Linked DNA regions of Mus musculus: all the other regions are linked to region 4. The links are chromatin contacts, called in public Hi-C, HiChIP or PLAC-seq and promoter capture Hi-C maps. All regions are on one chromosome and are shown on one strand. Each heading gives the region's core, a stretch centred on a gene start, on an enhancer-like site or on the middle of the called end of the contact. The rest is flanking DNA. Distances are from core to core; before and after follow the strand shown.

The links. Promoter capture Hi-C pulls out the DNA fragments that hold promoters and counts their contacts. A called contact is a pair of places that touch in the nucleus more often than the background predicts. HiChIP or PLAC-seq counts read pairs in DNA pulled down with a chosen protein or histone mark.
Region 1: a contact with region 4 is called in an H3K4me3 HiChIP or PLAC-seq map of neural tube, with 5 times the contacts expected there. The contact joins the enhancer-like site here to the promoter of Negr1 in region 4. A contact is called at or near these places in 4 of 39 promoter capture datasets (hippocampal neurons, liver and pre-B cells), 1 of 484 Hi-C or Micro-C datasets (cortical neurons) and 3 of 115 datasets of contacts at active chromatin or transcription factors (embryonic stem cells and neural tube).
Region 2: a contact with region 4 is called in a Hi-C map of cortical neurons, with 4 times the contacts expected there. The contact joins the enhancer-like site here to the promoter of Negr1 in region 4. A contact is called at or near these places in 4 of 39 promoter capture datasets (hippocampal neurons, liver and pre-B cells), 16 of 484 Hi-C or Micro-C datasets (brain, cerebellar granule neurons, cerebellum and 8 more) and 9 of 115 datasets of contacts at active chromatin or transcription factors (SST interneurons, VIP interneurons, astrocytes and 5 more).
Region 3: a promoter capture Hi-C map of hippocampal neurons shows a contact between it and region 4, with 2.4 times the contacts expected there. The contact joins the enhancer-like site here to the promoter of Negr1 in region 4. A contact is called at or near these places in 4 of 39 promoter capture datasets (frontonasal cranial neural crest, hippocampal neurons and liver), 2 of 484 Hi-C or Micro-C datasets (forebrain and frontal cortex), 7 of 115 datasets of contacts at active chromatin or transcription factors (SST interneurons, VIP interneurons, embryonic forebrain and 4 more) and 1 of 9 other capture datasets (liver).

The regions. Positions count from the first base shown.
Region 1 is chr3:157,319,869-157,323,207 of GRCm38.p6, reverse strand. No RefSeq gene overlaps it. Among named protein-coding and RNA genes, the nearest start is that of Gm22458, 44 kb to the left of the region's middle. Within about 2 kb of position 1,892, at least 52 of the 459 cell types and tissues checked have an H3K27ac peak or open chromatin away from gene starts, as enhancers often do. A contact at or near this core is called in cortical neurons, embryonic stem cells and neural tube, where this site is marked.
Region 2 is chr3:157,215,007-157,218,003 of GRCm38.p6, reverse strand. All of the region lies in intron 6 of Negr1 (neuronal growth regulator 1), which reads right to left. Among named protein-coding and RNA genes, the nearest start is that of Gm24373, 5.6 kb to the right of the region's middle. Within about 2 kb of position 1,488, at least 21 of the 459 cell types and tissues checked have an H3K27ac peak or open chromatin away from gene starts, as enhancers often do. A contact at or near this core is called in SST interneurons, VIP interneurons, brain and 4 more, where this site is marked.
Region 3 is chr3:157,180,207-157,183,509 of GRCm38.p6, reverse strand. All of the region lies in intron 6 of Negr1 (neuronal growth regulator 1), which reads right to left. Among named protein-coding and RNA genes, the nearest start is that of Gm24373, 29 kb to the left of the region's middle. Within about 2 kb of position 1,304, at least 15 of the 459 cell types and tissues checked have an H3K27ac peak or open chromatin away from gene starts, as enhancers often do. A contact at or near this core is called in SST interneurons, VIP interneurons and hippocampal neurons, where this site is marked.
Region 4 is chr3:156,560,241-156,563,469 of GRCm38.p6, reverse strand. It overlaps Negr1 (neuronal growth regulator 1), which reads right to left and starts at 1,676. Exons shown (of 7, transcript NM_001039094.3): 1 at 1,118-1,676. The coding sequence starts at 1,275. 4930570G19Rik (RIKEN cDNA 4930570G19 gene) reads left to right here and starts at 1,783. Exons shown (of 4, transcript NR_040399.1): 1 at 1,783-1,994.

The sequences.
Region 1 (3,339 bases), core at 643-3,142, 760 kb before region 4:
GACCTTGTCTAGTGAGTAAATGAATGATTGCCATGAGAAGATTCCAAGGTATCTGACAGAAGTTAAGTCCATTTTCAGTCTGTGTCAGTCAGAGTTCTCTAGAGGAACTGAACAGATAGAATTTATCTGTCTGAATGTCTATCTAAAGGGGATTTAATATAGTGGCTTACATGTTGCGGTCCAGCTAGTTCAACAATGGTTGCCTAACAACAGAAAATCTAAGAATCCAGTAGTTGTTCAGTCCATGAAGCTGATGGACTAAGGTTGGTCTTCAGTTTATGTCAGGATCCTAAAGTAGGCTCTAATGCCAGTGAAGAAATGGAATTGTCAGTGAGGAGAGCGAGGGCAAGCAAACAAAGGACAGAGAGCTTCCTTCTTCCTGCTCCTCCCACATGAAAAGACCTGGATTAAAAGTTTGTCTTTTGAACTGGCTTGTTTTGTGTGTCAACTTGACACAGCTGGAGTTATTACAGAGAAAGGAGCTTCAAGTGAGGAAATGCCTCCATGAGATCCAGCTGTAAGGCATTTTCTCAATTAGTGATCAAGAGGGGAGGGCCCATTGTGGGTGATATCATCCCTGGGCTGGTAGTTTTGGGTTCTATAAGAAAGCAAGCTGACCAAGCCAGGACAAAGCAAGCCAGTAAGTAACATCCTTCCATGGCCTCTGCATCAGCTCCTGCTTCCTGACCTGCTTGAGTTCCAGTTCTGACTTCCTTTGGTGATGAACAGCAATGTGGAAAGTTTAAGCTGAATAAACCATTTCCTCCCCAGCTTGCTTCTTGGTCATGATGTTTATGCAGGAATAGAAACCCTGACTAAGACAGTCATTTCATCTCTAAAGATGCAGATTAAGGAAAGTGAAGGGAGAGAGGGTCAGGGGAGTGATGGGGTGGGGGTAGAGGAGCTGGAAGAACTGGAGGGGGGGGGAAATTGCTTAGGATGTATTATATGAGAAGAAGCTATTTTCAATTAAAAAATACCATTTAGGTGTACCCAGCTGCTTGAGCCTTGGTTAATTCCAGCTGTAATCATGTTGACAACTAAGAATAGGTATCCTACAGTCTTTTAAGAGGATTTCTAATACATGGCAGAGTGTTTCTGAAATGCTACTTGTCTGGGAATGAGTTCATTTAGACAAAAGAGCCCTTACTGGACACCTTGTGTTAGTCATATGCAAACTAGGAAGCTTTGTTACCACGTTGCAAGAACAGAATTGTGAGAAAACAAGAATGTCTGAGGACACACACTGCCTCATTGTAATGTAGATATATACAATTCCAGAAAATAAAAGAAGAAAATAGGAAAAAAAAAAAGGGGGGGGTGTGCTCACTCAAAATGTAATGGAAACACAAAACTGGCTTCCTTCTTGTCAACATTCTGAAGATTTGACTGAAGATGTCCCAAACATGAGCCTGTTGTCTACCAACAGGAACTATGTATTTCCAGAAACAAATTTAATTCCAAAAAAAGTCTATTTTCTCCATGTCAGCACAGAGAGCAGGTGCTGCCTTCTGATTAATTAAGTCACAAGATGTTCCTCATGCTAAAATCTGAGCAAAGGAGAAAGAAATAGAAATGGTGGGTTTACATGGGTGCAATTTCTCGTATTTATTCATTTGAAATTACCCAGAATATCACATGCCCAGCTTGTAAGCTTGTCTTCCAGACCGTGGACTGCAGTGGGACTTGGTGTATGTGGAGTTTGTTTTGTAAAGGACAACAGTGTGAAACAGTTTCAAGTCTCCACCAACCATTTCATAAGGATTCTGTGAAAAATGAGCTATTGACCTTGTTTTTGCCAGGTCACTAGTCAAACTGTGTTGCAGGGAGATGTGGGGTTTCCAGGCAACCATTGTCTACATCAGTGAAGCTACTTAGAAAGCTACACAGGCAGTTCATTCTATGGCCCTGTTAAGGGTTTTAGAGCAATCAGGGAGCCTTTGTTCTCTATTGTTATCCTGATGCAGTCTTCCAGGATTATTTTCTAAAACCCTTTGCTAAGCTAAATCCCCACACTCTTAGGAATTCCCCCAGGCTTGCAGTGCTTGTTTAAACACAATTCTGAGCTGCAGGAAGCTTGAACCAGCCTTGGTTAGTGTGAAGTTTACATCCTGAGTGTTAAAAAGGTCAAAATTAAGGAAGCTCCAAAATTCCCAGTTTCACCAAGTAACTCCCTAATGCTGTTGGTAACCTATTTGAAAGGAAGGGAGAAAGGATCTGGTGGACCTCATACATCCTGTGGCTCTGGTTTCACCAACAGAGAATACCTGGGCTCCCAGTCTAAGCAGCCAGGCAGCTTCTGCAACAGAGGCTCGACCTTCTACATCATTGTACCAGAATGTGAGTGAAGAAGTCTTCTTATCTGTTCATGTTTCTTGTTGTTGTCAAATAGCTACTTCACTAATAGTAAATGTTCCCAGAGCACAATCCAAAGGTTTTCTTCTTAAGTTTTTTAACAAACACCCCCAAATGCATGTACTTTTTTTTTTAACATAGCAGGCCCATGAAGTAATGTAGTCCTTGCAGAGTTTTTAAACTTTTTTCCATATGCCCCAGACTATTGAGTGATGGTTTGTGAGATACACAGGCTAAAGTTGTTAGAATAGAGAGACTCTAGAATATCAGATATGTGAATAACCTAGATTTTGGGTTGTCAGTTACTGAGAGATTATATTATCAAAGCTCAAATATTGTTAATTCATTTAATTTGACTGTTGTTTTGAGCCTGGGTCTCATTATGTAGACCACTCTGGCTTGGAACTCACAGAGATCTACTTGCTTCTGCCTCCTGAGAGCAAGGGAGAAAAGCATATACCACCACACCCAGCTGCTTTAAAATGTCTTACATCACATCACATGAGGACACATTTTACTTTAGTGAATGTGCCTGTGTTATTTTTTGATTATTTTTTATTAGATTTTTTTTTTTACATTTCAAATGTTATCCCCTTCCCTAGTTTTCCCTCCAAAAGTCCCCTCCCACCTCCCTCTGCTCCCCAACCCACCCACTCCCATTCCTGGTCCAGGCATTCCCCTATACTGGGGCATAGAGCCTTCACAGGACCAAGGGCCTCTCCTCCCATTGATGGCCAACTAGGCCATCCTCTGCTACATATATAGCTAGAGCCACAAGTTCCAACATGTGTTTTCTTTGATTGGTGGTATAGTTCCAACTGGTTAGTGCATATTGATGTTCCTCCTATGGGGCTTCAGTCTCCTTCAGCTCCCTGGGTATTTCTCTGGCTCCTTCATTGGGGACCTTCAGAGCCTGAAGGAATGACCATCCAGAGACTGCCCCACTTGGGGATCCACTCCATAAACAACTACCAAACCCAGTCA
Region 2 (2,997 bases), core at 239-2,738, 650 kb before region 4:
GATTGCCGTTCACTGTGGTGCTGAGGCAGTAGGATGAAGAGCATGCAGCTCTGCCAGGACTAAGGTTAGCATGGATAAGGGCTCAGAAGACAGGCTCTAAGCTGACAGAGAAGGCACAACAACCGTAGGGACCCAATGTGAGCCCTTTCCATATAAAGCATCAGCAGGCTTGACAGGGAAGCAGAGGGTAGTATTGGAACCACAGCTTTCCCACCGGGAAGGAACTAGTGAGTGGTCCACATTCATGGGCATAGCTGATGCCCAATGATAGGAGCCTCTTTTCAGTATAGATTGAAGTTTTCAGGCTGCCAGAAAACTTAGTTTACATTTCTCTGGAAACCTGAGGGTGGGTCACCATGAAATCTCTGGATTGCAGGGGTCTGATATGTAAATATTAGGTCCTCATGGTTAGCCTACATACTTCCCTGGGTAACTTTGTTTCCAACACAAGGTGATTAAGGATGAGCATTTAAGGGAAACTGACCTATGGCCAAATCCTGGATGCAGAATGCAGAAGTCTCCCCTGTAGGTTTGTGGGTTTACAAGCATAGGTGAAGTCTCATGAGGAGAGTAAACAAGTGCAGACATAAGCCATGTAGCACACTGACTGCAAATAGCAATGTCTTTATAAGTGAGAGTTTATCTGTTTACATTTCATGTGTGTGTGTGCCTGTGCATGTGTGTATGCATGTGTGCATATGCTCACGTGTGCATGTGTGTGCATATGTGCATTTGTTGTATGCATGAATGTGTGCATGTTTATGTATGTCCATGTGTTTGTGTGTATGTATGCATGTGTGCATATGTGCATATTGTGCACACATATGTGCATATGTGTGCATGTATGGTCATGTGTGCATGTGTGTATGTATAGTATTCATGCTTATACATGCATGACAGAGTGCAGGCGAATGCATATGTGTGTAGTATATGCACCTGTGTATACATGAGTGCATGCATGTGCATGCGTGTGAAACTTTGAGGTTGATTTCAAGTGTCTTCCTTGGCTACCTTCTAGCTTATACACTGAGGCTGCTCTCTAGCTTATACACTGAAGCAGGGTCTCTCACTGGACTTGCAGCTTGCCACTTCAGCTCCTAGTAAGCCAGCTTGCTTTGTGGATATTTGTCTCTGTCTGCAGAGTGATAAGGTTACAGGCAGTCATTGGATCAATCTGGATTTTATGAGGCTTTTAGAAATCTGTTCTCTGTCCTCATGCTTGTTGAGCCATCTCTCCAGGACCTTAGCATATTTTATTTTAATTGAAAAGATAATAAATGGCTTTAAAAATCATTGCAGCACTGTTACCACTTTATGTTGTTATAAATGGCTACTACACAAATTCAACCTTAAAATTTTTCTTTATCAAGACAACAATTTCTATTAACGAGAGACGATGAGCACTCTAATTAGTGGCTCTATCCGAGTAGTCTGCAAAGCAGCAAAGGCTTTGTGTCCCCATCTTGCTCGCAGCTGCACTCATGTACCAGAGTTTCATTAGAGCTCTATACACACACACACACACACACACACACACACACACACACACGGAGGAGGGGGTTCCCCTGAGATTTAAAAGGGATATTGACTCTGAAATCAGCACAGAAAATTGGGTTGCAAAGGAATATAATTCCTTCTAATCTAGAGGAAATCTGGAGAGAATTTCTTTTCCTTGAAACTTATTTGACAATAACTGCAGAAGCCAGCAAAAAACCTTCTGCAGACAGGCCTTCTAGCTAGGAGCACAGCTGAGGCCCTGGAAATGCAGAAGGGGCCTTGTTACTCCTTCCTGCAGAGTTCAAGCTATACTGGGCACTGCATCCTTCCCCTGTGTTCTTTCCCTGACATCTAATAAGCAGTAGTCTTGGTGGAGTGTACTAATGAACAAAGGCTGCAGATGGAGCCAGATGACAGACATCAGCTTACACAGAAGCCCTGACCTGGTACACAGAATTCTGACTGTGGTCTAGGTGCTAACCTACCCCACTTGGTAGTGACTGACCTGTCAGATACTTGGTGTTCTACTGCATGTGTGGGAAGACAACCCCAGGGTTTTCTCCCCACTGTACCTCACCGTGGGCTGTTACAGAGCAAACTGAATTTCAGTGGAATTAAAAACTTCTTGATATCATGCCAGCCATATCTATTCAGACTTCCCCTTACTCACATCCTTCCAAATTTTCCATTCTGGGCTGTCACTAAGTAGAAGACATTAATGATTGTAATCTTCTGTACACAATACACATGTAATCCATCACATTAACTATTTATAAAATGTCTATCATGTACCAGAGACTGTGCTCAGATCTTTAGAGAGATTATCTTGTTTTTACAATTACCTTATAAGGTAAGATGTTATTTTTCCTGTTTTGCAGCTGGGTAAACTAAAGTTCAGAGGAGTTTAATCTACCCAGTGTCACCACTGTGGCATAAAGTAAGCAGACAGTATGTGTTTTTCTTCTATATGTAGGTGACAAAACAGGACTCAAAGCACATGTGACTTAGCCAAGTATGCTAAGCAAGTATGCATGCAAGACACAGACACAGACACAGACACAGACACAGACACAGACACACACACACACACACACACACACACACACACCTGTACAAGACACCCTAAGAACTGTTCCATCCACAGACAAATGCAGGTACTCATCCCATGAGGACAATCAGTTGCTGAATGCAGGGTACTTGGAGAGCACTTATTCCAAAGACTAAGTGTGCAGCCTCCCTCCTAGCATAGATTTTATTTTCTATCACTTGTGGCCTCTTGACACATTTGAACCAAAGCTGATGTTAATTGGCAAAATACACACTGTTCAATGGTTCAGGAAAAGTGAACATTAGGAGATACCATTTACTTAAACGATATATGGTTGAAACATTTAGTGATGAAACAGGAAAATCGGTGGCCAGAGGAAGCTTGATGAGCCTCCAGTCTGCACAGAAACCATGCAGATAAAGTGGATTTTGACCGTTGTATCCTCTTCAGGT
Region 3 (3,303 bases), core at 55-2,554, 620 kb before region 4:
ACTAAACCGATGGTGTGTCAAACAGCCAAAGAGAGCCTTCATTTTAGGCACTGTGTTAAATATAATGGATTATTGTGTTAACGGCTCATATATCTTGTGAAAATTAATAGCAAGTAGGATACATTTTTTTAATAGAATTTATCATTGCATCTTTCTTATTCACGAATATATTTTGAGAGAGACTTATTAGACAGACTTATCTGAAGTTTTCTCAAAGTCAGGATGAGAGAGTTATGTGTTTGGCTGTGTAGGAAAGCAGTTAGGCAGCCTAGAGTCGCATCACTTTGTCAATCCAAATCCAATTTAGTAATTTCCCGAGGCCCTAGTCCACCCACAGTTAATCATCATCTGATCTGGTGTCATGATTTGGCATTCTAAAAAATAAAATAAGATAAAAAATCAGCAGGAGTTTCTGTAGGGTTGATCAATTTAGTCTGTCAAGATACATGTTGAAATAACTGTCTAAAACACACGAAAGCACTAACAAAGGTGAGTTTTAAGCTCTGAACTGGGAGCTCCTTACAGATGGCATGATGTATTTGCATTTTCCAACAGCTCACAGGGTGAAGGTGACACACGCTCTGGTGACTTGTCCATTACAGGTGATTCTCACTTGATATAGGACAGAGCAGTACTGGATGATAGTGACATATCATAGCCATGCTTTGGGGAGATACTTTCACAATGAACTCTGAGTATCAGCCATTTCCTTTTATATTTGAATATCGATAATTTCTGGGTTTCAATAGACTTTATTTTAGTCCCACTGCAAGTTATTCATTCAAGTTTAAAGCTCTCATAAGCCATCAAAGCATTGCTGACCTGCCTAACCTCAGTTCCTTGTTCTTAATGACAGCTACTGACACACAGCAGATTTCAACAAAGGTGAAAAGGAGCCTTTGAGATTCTGAGAGATTCTAACTGCTCCTGGGGAAGAAGTTGGTAAACATTCAAGATTCGGGGCTCTGCTTGGATCCAGACCCATGCAGTCTCTGCAGTGTGTAATGTAAGGAATGGCTTGGAACACACAGGTCCTAAGAATTCTGGACAGGGGGCATAGTCATCCACAGTCCTCCCTCGAACATTAAGTCTCTCTCATGATTGAGATGAGCAAATCCTACAGAGATTTCTATTGGCAGGTGTTCTCAATTGCTGCCAATCATATACATTGATTTTTCCAACACAGAGCATGTGTGTTTGAGGCCTGATGACTTTACATAACAGGCTTTTGGGAGGATGGCTGCTGAAATATATCTGTGTGTTCAAGCTTGTTTTGTAAATGCTAAGCACATTAAGCTTCCTCAGTGTTGAAGTTATTGCCATGGAAACACTGCCAGTTAATAACTGTGTCTGGCTTCATGTATTGCTGTGCTAGACACTAGTAAATGAATAGAAATGGTACCTTAGCCCTTGGTGTGTTACATCCTCAGAGGGGCCCTGGAGGAAAAGCTGGTAAGCACCCGATAAAGGGTGACCATGTTGCTGATTATTATCTTAAAACAGTTTTCTATGCTGAGAAGCCTGGCAGAGAAGCGTTTGAGGAAGCTTGAGATGGGAAAGCTCAGAGGCCACGTTCTGACAGGAGAAAATAAATTCTGGACAATTCTCAAGCCCTGAGGTTTCACTCTTCTATGCCTCTGATTGGGGGACACTTGGGGTGTCACTTGCATTATGGATTCATATCACCTACATAGAGAGAGCAGCTGACATCTTGGGCTTCAAGCTCTGCTCTGAAAGAATGACCTTTCATGCTGAATCCATAGATGGGCTTCACAAGGTAGAGTGACTCCATCTGTAGTTTCACTTTTCAGAAAGAATGAGCTGACCATGCTTGTAGTGCATGGTGCTCTAGGCTGATCTGCTCTACATATTCAGATCAGATTGCAGGGTTTCTTCACATACATGCTTAGCTCATGTTTACTTTTTACGGCTGTGCCAGTCTACCACCAGCTCCTAAATCTGGGAGATCAGACAAGAAGACTTCCTGGACTTTTGGAAGAGATATCCAAAATGGAGAACACAGGCTGAGCATGCTCTTCTGAGATCCTGCTTCCTGGAGAGACTGGCTATGTGACTGCTGTTTTTGAACCTTCTGTGTCTCTTTCCCTGTAGGTGTGAAGGTTAGACTCTAGCTCTCACATGGAACTGCCACATTAGTCTGCATTTTCACACAGGTTCCAGTGCACCTGAACAAACATTAGGAATTAGGAAAACAACCACCACTGCTGTCATTTCTTCTCCCCACAGGTGGTCAGGAGCCGTTCTTTCCTAGCTCCCTGATATTGCTAAATGTTTTGTTGTTACTGACTTTATTGGAAATGTCAAGTATAAAAAGTAAATGTTGTTTTCCAGGTCCAAAGACAAAGAGAAGTCTCTGGCTGATGCCCGGCCCTGGGTCCTCTGGATGCTGCATCCCCCTAATAGAAGCATCAGCTTGGAGAGTGGTCACCTAGGAAATCTGTGATACGACTTTGGCATTTGAAACTAATGCAATAGGCTCATTCTACTGCTACTTCATCTGACATTGCTGAGAGAAACAGTCTTGTGTCTTTGAGCCAGGAGTCTTATGTTTTCTAAAGTATCTATGGATGGTGTCAAGCAGATGTCACTATTTGAGAAGGGAAACACTTCAAACAATTCAAATAGTGACATCAAGTTCTGTGGTCTTCTGAAAGCACAGGAATAAAATAAAAAACAAAGTGTTAGGAGAATTGAGATCTTATCCAAGTTCTGCATTGAAGAGTTATGACAATAATGGTATTAAGTCTTCTCCCTGGGGTAATTTCTTCACATCTAGCATGAGGGGAGGAGCTAGAGGGTGAACTCATGATGAAAATTTGATACACAGTATCTAATGGGCAGCATTCTATACACAGTATCTTATGGGCAGCATTTTATATACAGTATATAATGGGCAGCATTCTATACCTAGTATCTTATGGGCAGCACTTTATGTACAATATTTAATGTGCAGCATTCTATACATAGTATCTAATGGGCAGCATTCTATACACAGTGTCTTATGGGCAGCATTTTATACACAGTATCTAATAGGCAGCATTCTTGTCTTACAAATTCTTTGTTATATTTTTTTTTCCTGGAAGAGTCAGTACATTTTGTAAATAGTTGCAAAATATGTTTTATATTTTACTCAGCCTATGAGACTTGGGAATCTCCTAGTGAACTTAAATTATTTATTTTCCTTATTATGCTCCTATTTTATATTAAAGCATATACATATGTTCTTTGTATGTGTGATGCCTTATTCAGTGAGGATAATTTATCTCTGGATTAAAAATTCAG
Region 4 (3,229 bases), core at 427-2,926:
CTAAGCTTGACTGGTCATCAATTTATATCCAATGGGAAAGGAAATCTTCCCCTGGGCATACTTGGTAGTGTGGCTTCTGAGGAAAACAGGCTAGGGAGACCTTTCACCGACAAACACTCTGTTCATGCTCAGCTCAGTGAAAATAGGGGAAGACAAGAGGCAAAACTACAGACAGAAGAGAAAGGGAAGTGTGTGTTGGGGGTTGGGGGGTGCACGTGTGGAGTGAGTGTGGAGTGTGCATCCTTTAAACACTGGGGGGGGGGGTTCTGAGTGTGAATCATTTCTCACAGGAGGGAAGTGCCAGTGTATGAGAGGATGGGAGAGCTGAGAGGGAGTGTGCTCATAAAATCGAGATTTATGGGATCTGAATATGGTACTGGACCTTGAGTGTGGGTGTGACAGAAAAGTGCATGGGAGGCAAAGCTGGAGACAGATGATGGTCTGGGAGGGGAAGACAAGGGCTATGGTGAGGACCGGAAATTAGTGGAAAGGGAAATCTGGAAAAACAGGGAGAATAAGGAATGACAGGAACTAAGGTGTGAGGGAAACACTGGGAACACTATAGCATAGGAGTAAACCAGAGACTGGAGGCAATAGGGGTGACTGAAGAGGGAGTTGGAGAAATGGGATAGGGGACAGAGGAAGAGGGAAACACAGAAGGAAAGCAGCTACAGGAGGGGGAAAAAAGCTGAATGGAATATTTGGATCTTACTGTTCAAGTGAGAGGGAAAATAAATGGAGCACAGAGCCAGCAGTTGAGAAAAGTCGCTTACGGAGTGAAGCAGAAACAAGCCCTGTAAACTTGTCAGACTCCTGGAGTACCGCTGGCAGCAGAGCGGAGACCTGGCTCCAAAGTGGCACCTGCCCCTCCTTCAAGCCCCACACTTCCTAAGCCCGGGCTGCTTGGAAAGCGCTTTTCCCTCTCTCCCTAATCCAGCCAGACCCCTGCCCCGGGGTCCGAGAAGCCCAGGAAGGGTCATGCGTGGCTAGCCTGAGGTGTGGTGTTTTTGCTCGTGAGCAACAGCAGGATTCACTCTGGGTGTAAAGCAAGGTGCAGAGAGGGAAAGGGACGGAAAGACAGACTGAGGCAAGTGTAGAGAGGGCGCGCGGTCCCTACCTGAGCACCGCTGTGTCACCTTTCCTCACCAGCATGTTGTCCACGGCCGCCCAAGGGAAGTCCACGCTCTGCCCGGCCGGGAGGCAAGAGCACAGGCTCAGAAGCACCGCCGCCAGCCACTGGTTCGAGCAACAAGCGCCCTGCGCCAGGAGCACCATGTCCGTGCCTGCCAGGCTGCTCGCTCTCCGGCAGCGTCGGCTCCCACCCCCTGCTGCTGGCGAGGCTGCCCGATAACCAGGCGGCGCGCCACACGAGATTTTTTTTCCTCTTTTCCTTTTTCTGAGTGGGTGGGTGGGTTTCTTCTCTTTCTCGCCCCCTCCCTAGTTGTCGGGCGTAGTTTCCCTCTTTCCCCGGCCTCGCCTCCTTTCTGCTCCTCTGCAGCTTGCCTTCCCTCCCTCCCCTCCCGCCCCCTGGCACCGCGCTCCACCTCCTTCGGGGCGCCCGGCCGCGTCCGGAGCGTGGCTAATCCCTGGCGGCCGCACACCGTCCTGCGAGGCTGCGAGCAGAGCGCGGGAGGCGGCGCAGGCAGCGCGGGGCGCAGCAGCGGCCGGCGGCCCCCGGGCTCGCGCGCGTTGCCAAGCGGCCGTTTCCGTAGCAACCCCGCCCAGGGATGGAGGACCAGGCAGGGAGGGGGGCCGGAGAAGCGAAAGAGATAGATCAAAAAGAGGAAAGAAGAGGGACTGGGAAGCTAGGGCGACTGAGGATACGCCGAGGTCTAGTCCGGCTTGGCAGCGCGAACTAGAGAGCTTTGCGAGCCGCGGGGCTGGGAAGTCAGGGCATAAGGGCCAGGCCTGCCCTCTGGTGCTTTCGGCTCCTCGGGCCCCCGACTTTAAAGTGCTCAAGTTGGGGTCGGCGCCATCATGACGCCTGAGACTGAGTGAGTTGGCTTTTTTTGTTGTTGTCTTGTATTTTTTTTTTAATCCTGACTAGCTAATAGCGCTGTTAATAAACTGCCAGTTAGCTCTCTCTTCTCTCTCTTCCTCTCCTCTCCTCTCCTCTCCTCTCCTCTCCCCTCCCCTCCCCTCCCCTCCCCTCCCCTCCCCTCCCCTCCCCTCTCCTCTCCTCTCCTCTCCTCTCCTCTCCTCTCCTCTCCTCTCCTCTCCTCTCTTCTCTCCCCTTCCTGTTTCCTTCCCTCCGTTCCTTATTTTTCCTTTAGTGGGGGTATTTCTTTTCACCCTCTCTTGGAGATAAGCAGGGATTGTGGCGGCGCTGCTGCTTTACGGGGACAGTATAGTGATTCGGGCATGCCGACCGAAAGCTAGTGCGTGTGTGAGTCCGCCTGTGCGTACTGGAGAACGCCTGCCCTTCTCTGTGCGTCTTGATACTAACTTGCGCATGAGTGTGTGTGCGCGTGTGGTGTCAGCACAGAGTGTCCACTTGTGAGAGGGAGATGGAGTGTGCAGGGCGCGTGCTGGGCCCGGGAGCGCGCGACACGCAGGCGCAACGGGAGGGATGGGCGGGCCTTACTGGGATGCAGAGTTGGAGGAGGCTGCAATCAGTGTTTTAATTGTGTGGAGCTAGGCGGTCCTGTTATGTAAGAGGCAGTTTAACCCATTTGAGCCTACTGGGCGGAAGGCTTGCGCATTCGGTTGAAGCCAAGGCATTCCTCGGCTTTAAAGAGTCCCAGTTGTATTTTTTTTTTTCACCGCCTCCCAGTTGGGGTGGACCTGCATCCTTTGAGCAGTAACCTCAACCCCTCAAGGGGCAAGCAGTGTCCCGCGGATCTGCTAGCCTACGCCCAGGTCAGGGCAAAACAGGGTACAAGGCACGGGGGTCACCCCATAGTCCACTCTTCCCCCCCCCCCACCCCCTTTCTGGCACTCATTTTCAACCCTAAGATCCTAGAGGTCTTCCAGGCGATTTGCAAATCAATGAGAGAATCTGAATCCAGAACAGCGATTCCAGTGCCCATGAGGAGTTTGGGAAGCTGGTGGTTAGAAATAACTTACCCTCACCACTTGGTTTCCCCCACCTTCCGCCTGTAGCGGTATTTACAAAACACATTCGTCTTTCACTGGTGCTCATTTGAACTCCTTTATTTATTTATTTATTTATTTATTTATTTATTTATTTTATTCTTTTATTTTTTTCTGAACGCCAGCAGGGCCCCGC